2 separate regions of the Gossypium hirsutum genome follow, and region 1 is linked to region 2. The links are chromatin contacts, called in public Hi-C maps. All regions are on one chromosome and are shown on one strand. The core of a region is the stretch at or near the end of the contact, and the rest is flanking DNA. Distances in the headings are between cores, read along the strand shown.

Evidence for each region. A called contact is a pair of places that touch in the nucleus more often than the background predicts.
Region 1: a Hi-C map of leaf shows a contact between it and region 2, with 2.5 times the contacts expected there. The contact joins the promoter of LOC107920280 here to the promoter of LOC107918835 in region 2. A contact is called at or near these places in 5 of 34 Hi-C or Micro-C datasets (callus and leaf).

Annotation. Positions count from the first base shown.
Region 1 is chrD13:57,506,872-57,509,571 of Gossypium_hirsutum_v2.1, forward strand. It overlaps LOC107920280 (auxin-induced protein 22B), which reads left to right and starts at 1,442. Exons shown (of 3, transcript XM_016849900.2): 1 at 1,442-1,774; 2 at 1,866-2,168; 3 at 2,302-2,654. The coding sequence starts at 1,578. The coding sequence ends at 2,377.
Region 2 is chrD13:57,365,573-57,368,272 of Gossypium_hirsutum_v2.1, forward strand. LOC107918835 (GRF1-interacting factor 1) reads right to left here and starts at 1,328. Exons shown (of 4, transcript XM_016848417.2): 1 at 571-1,328; 2 at 129-205; 3 at 1-21. The coding sequence starts at 651.

The DNA.
Region 1 (2,700 bases), core at 192-2,691, 140 kb after region 2:
GAGATTTTTTAGATAATGGTAAATTTTAACGACTTTGTTATATGAATTAGACCTTATTTAATAATAAAATTCTTATAACAATTATATAGTACAAGGTGTTGGGGATAGTTATGGTGGTGGTTCATACTGTATACGTACGGTGCAACGAGTCATTAAGGATGGAGGTTTAGAAAGGTGGGAGAGTTGTTGTAAGGTGTTGATATTACAAGTACCCGAGTTCTTCTATGTCTATCTCGTGTCTTCTTTGGTGTTGAAGGGGGGTCGACTAGGCATGAGTCGCAACCATCAGTGTAGAGGGTAGAATGACTAAATGTCAACCACGAGCACTGTTACACTCAATGTGAGGTGACTAGATGAAATGTTGTCAAGTTTGAGATGGTGATGGATTGACGAGTTTTGACATGAATTCTTTTCTTTAAAGATTTATATAATATGGCGTTTGACAAGATGAAACTTGTCCAAATTATAAGAGATGATATGATAAGAACATAAAAACACATTATTATAAAAAAAATTAATTATAAAAGCATAATTAATAGAAGAATATTCTATTGGTTTTCAACGCCCAACCAGATCATCAAATCAGCTGTGAGGCTAGCAATTTCAGGTCATGGCTTGACCCTATCATTGATCCGTGAACAAGTTTAGTTGGAATCCATCCATGGTCATCACATCAAACGCTCCAGAATTCTTCTCCTGGATTCTTTGAAACCGTTTGATCTTTTTTCTGACTTTCACAAAGTTCTATGTACGTGGGCAGCTAAGCATTGTCCCAACCGTGTCCCCATAAGTTATAGACAATAGCCTCACTTATGCTGTTTCATGTTACAAACACCTTAGCTGCCCCAACATGTCCAATTTCATGTGCTAAAAGATACCTTTGCCCTAAACAACTAAAATTTTCTGTTTAATATATTGATTAAAATATTTAAATGCCATCTACTTATCTTAATTAATCATAATTCAAAATTATAATACACTTCAATCATTGTTTTTTATGAACGCGTAAAATTTTAAAAAATTCTTATTTTATTTATTTAAAGACTAAAAATTTAATTAAATATAAGTTATGAATTAAATTTTCACTTGATTGCAACAAAAATATACGACACTTAAATTTGAAATTTAATTTTTATATTTTGATTTAATATAATATAATATAATATAATAATTTTATTTTTAATTTAATATAATTTGATTCTTTTATTAATTTGGAGAAGGTGTTTTAAAAAAAATTCTATACTAACTAATTAACTATTACTTAAATTAATTAATGATACCATAAAAATAAAATAAAAATATATTATATTAAATTACATGAATTAAACCTCAAATTTCAACACGTACAATTTCTTATTGAGATAAAAGGTAAAATTAATTAATTAATTTAGCCATTAATTTTCTAAACAAATGTCCTTTACCTTTATTACCGTAATATTCCCATCTATAAAGATACCATTGAATTTCCGCAAGGCCTAAACACATGCATTTGTTCTTTCTCCTCTAAGAACTGATCATCTTTCAGCTAAGCTTTCAATCTAGCTTTAGTTATAGAAAAAAACAGTGGAATTAAGGGTATGGCATTTGAGAAAGATCTCAACCTTGATGCCACCGAGCTCCGGCTAGGCTTACCGGGAACCTCCGACGAGTCAGCTAAGAACCAAACGCCGGCAACTCTTCGGAGCAACAACAAAAGAGCCTTGCCTGAAGAATCTATGTCTAGTAATGCCACAGCTTCCAAAAACTGTGACCAAGAAACTGCTCCACTCCCCAAGTAAGCAATCTTTTTTTTAATTTCGACCAAAAATGAAAGATTCCTTTTTTTTTTTTTGTTAATCACTCATGTAATTATAATAATATTGCAGGGCACAAGTGATAGGGTGGCCACCGATCAGATCTTACAGAAAAAACAACTTGCAACCTAAGAAAAGTGAGGGTGAAATTAGTGGGATATATGTGAAAGTGAGCATGGATGGGGCTCCTTATCTTAGAAAGATAGATTTGAAGGTGTTTAAAGGGTACCAAGAATTGCTTAAGGCCTTGGAAGACATGTTCAAGTTCAAAGCTGGTGAATATTCAGAGAGGGAAGGATATAATGGATCAGAATTTGTGCCCACTTATGAAGATAAAGATGGTGATTGGATGTTGGTCGGAGATGTACCATGGGAGTAAGTTCCTTTTTCTTTTCAAGAATAATTATATTAACCAACTGAATTAAACTTTGGATTAGACTCGAAATGTTTAAGATCTGCGCGTAAGATTCGAGAATCATATCTTATAGATTTTTTTTCCTGAATGCAGGATGTTCACCAATTCTTGCAAAAAGCTGAGGATCATGAAAGGATCAGAAGCAAGAGGCTTGGGTTGTGTTGTTTGAAAAAAAGGAAGAAAAAAAAATAGCCCTTCAGCTTAGGGTATCCAAAGAAGAAATTACGATCCCTTTTTTTTTTCTTCTTTGTTGATTAAGCAACAAAGAAGATTAATCTTAGGATGTTGTCCAAGGCATAACCCAAAAAATATATATTTTCATGTATAGTTTTGGCATGTTTCTAATTTCCTTGTGGAATTTGTACAAAGGAAAACATATGAAGTTCATAACATGGTTTTCCTTTTTTTTTCTTTTTCATGTATATTATAAACCAAATCCTTCTTTTGCCTTTGGTCTTTATTTACATTATCCATCACTCTTGAAAGAGGAAA
Region 2 (2,700 bases), core at 78-2,577:
CGTTGCAACCTTGCTTGGTTCCTAAGCCATTGAGCATCAGATATTGCAAGGCAGGGGAATACCATACAAATTTAGCCGAAAAAGCCAAATCTGATAGATATTAGAGACTGAAAATCAGCACTACTTACTCAGCACATTCATTCCATTTCCCCGAATTCTGGCTCTCAACAATCTTTAAGATCAACGACTTGTTCTCGTCCAGATACTGCATGCCAACACGCAATATAAAGAGTTTTCTTAGACTTCAATAAAAAACCACAAATAGATTCACAAGTGTTAGCATGTCTGATAACCTCACTTAACTAGCACTCCTCTAATGTGTATAACACTACTTAACAAAAAGTAACTGCAAATTGAAGACAGTCCTTGTACTAACGGTCATCAAACAAAAGGAGAAAGATGATCGTAGCTTTTACCAGCAACAAAAAAGAAGATTATAGCCTCCAGTAGTAATCTTTCACTAATCAAAGAAGAAATGACTACAAGAGAATCAAAATACTCCATGACATACATACATACATACATACATATAAAAAAACAAATAAGAGAAAATAAAGAAAAAGGGAGGACCTGTTGAATATGATCAGTAGTGACATTGTTGGGATAGTAAGCTGAAACCATGGGCTGCATCTGCATCAGGTGCTGCTGCATTTTCTTTCTCTATATTCAAACGCAAACGCTCTCTCACAAAGAAAATAAAATGAAGTAGTGTGTGTATATATTTCTTTCTCTCTCTTTTTCTATGCAAATAATTAAAGATCTCACTCCAAAAGACAGTGAGCTGCAAGAGTAAAATCACAGCAAAAATAATGTAAAAAAAAGGAGACAAACTAAACTCATGAAGAAAGAGCTTTTCCTACTCAGCTCTTTGAAACACACTCCCTCTCTCCCTGTTGGGAAGAAAAAAGGGTTTGGATTTTTGGGTATTTATTGCTTCCTTTTGCAATCTTTTTTTTTCTCTGTCTGTAAGAGAGGATCACGTGATAAGGCAATGTTAAGTTATTACAAAACACGAATACAGTATACATATATAAATTATAGTATGATACAAGTATAAAACATGAATGATCAGAAAGTGAGAAAGAAAAAAGAAAAAAAAAGAAGACAGAGCCGTGCAGGAAAAGGAACAGAGGGAAAAGCAAAGGTCCTTGCGCTTGCAGTTGTTGCAGGCAGTAAATTTGGAGTGACAAAGAAAAAGGAAAATTATTTGTTTATTACATTCGGACATGACGAATTCTGTCTCTCTGTTTTGGTGTCACATGCCTTCTGCTAATCTTGTCCACTCCCCTATATAGTAACTTCCATATCTTGATGAATGTCTCTGAATTAAGGAGAGCTTTATGGAGGCTGAATGTTACTTTATGGTGAGAAGGTCAAAGTGAGGTGACCCACAATCTTATAATGAAAACCAACCAAAAAGCCTAGTGGGTTGTACTGTAGAAATATGTTGGGTATTGGCAGTTCAGCTTTGAAGCCTTTATCTGTGGGGCATCAAATCACTGAACCCATATAACTCTCTCTAACGTTAACAATTATTACTCACCTTTGTTTCTGGGTTGGGTGTCACACCTTTTCAAAAAATACTTCTTGTATTATTAAATAATTTTAAAAATATACATGGGAATATAAATATTTATTTCATCAAAACTTATAAAAAAATAATATGAAGATTTTAATTTTGTTAAATTTATTTTTGAAGAGATGGTTTTTAAGGAAATTTAAGGATGCTCCCAGATGACCTAACATGATGGGTGGTTAGGGTCTCATTGAATTTTTTTTTCTGTACTCCACAAATTCCAACCCCCCCACCCTGTTTTTTTAGCTTTTCTTATAAAAAAAATTATTTAAACTAATATTAAATTGGGTTGAAATTTGCTTTAAATTTATTCCTATAGAATTTTTTAAACTAATTAATAAAAATGGTTATGAAAAAAATATTTTAAATTAATATCTAACCTTAAACACTGGAAATTTTTTTATAACAAAAATAGAGACAAAATTAATACAACAGAGCGTATGTTAATAAAACGATGCGTATTATTGGGAAATCGTCGCGACTACTACAACCATCATTGTCATCATTGCAACCCTAACCCTCGCCACATTTAACCACTGCTTCAACCAAGGACACCACAGGTAAGATCTGAAACATTCCTCCTCCTTTCCTTTGTCCATCAAATTTCTCATGATAGGAAATTCTATTGTGTCGCCTATGCATTCGGAAAATAAAAGACATACCAAATTTTCTAATGTTGTATAACTTGAAATTTTTTATATACTTCTTTTTTTCGACCGCATTATACTTTGGTGCTTTCAACGTATGTTTATATGTCATTCAAATGCTTGTTAACCTATACCAAAATGCCACATGGATGGCCGAAAGAAATAAAAATTTAGGTTCTAAAAATGAATTTGGATAAAAAATAAGATCTATCGGACATTGAGTAAAATTTTTTGACCTGGGCTCAATCCGGCTGAAATTGCATAGCTAGTTCCCTAATACCTGGGTTTTCTTTTCTTTTCCCTACCCAAAGAGAACTCTTCAAGCCAAATCAGCACTAGAGGTGCCGGGCCCGACGGCCCGTCCGAAAAATAGGAGGGTTCGGGTAAAAATATAAGTCCGAAATATGAGTTTGGGTAAGAAATGAGGCCCGTTTTAAAAATGGGCCGGGTCTCGGGTGAAATTTTTTTGACCCGGAC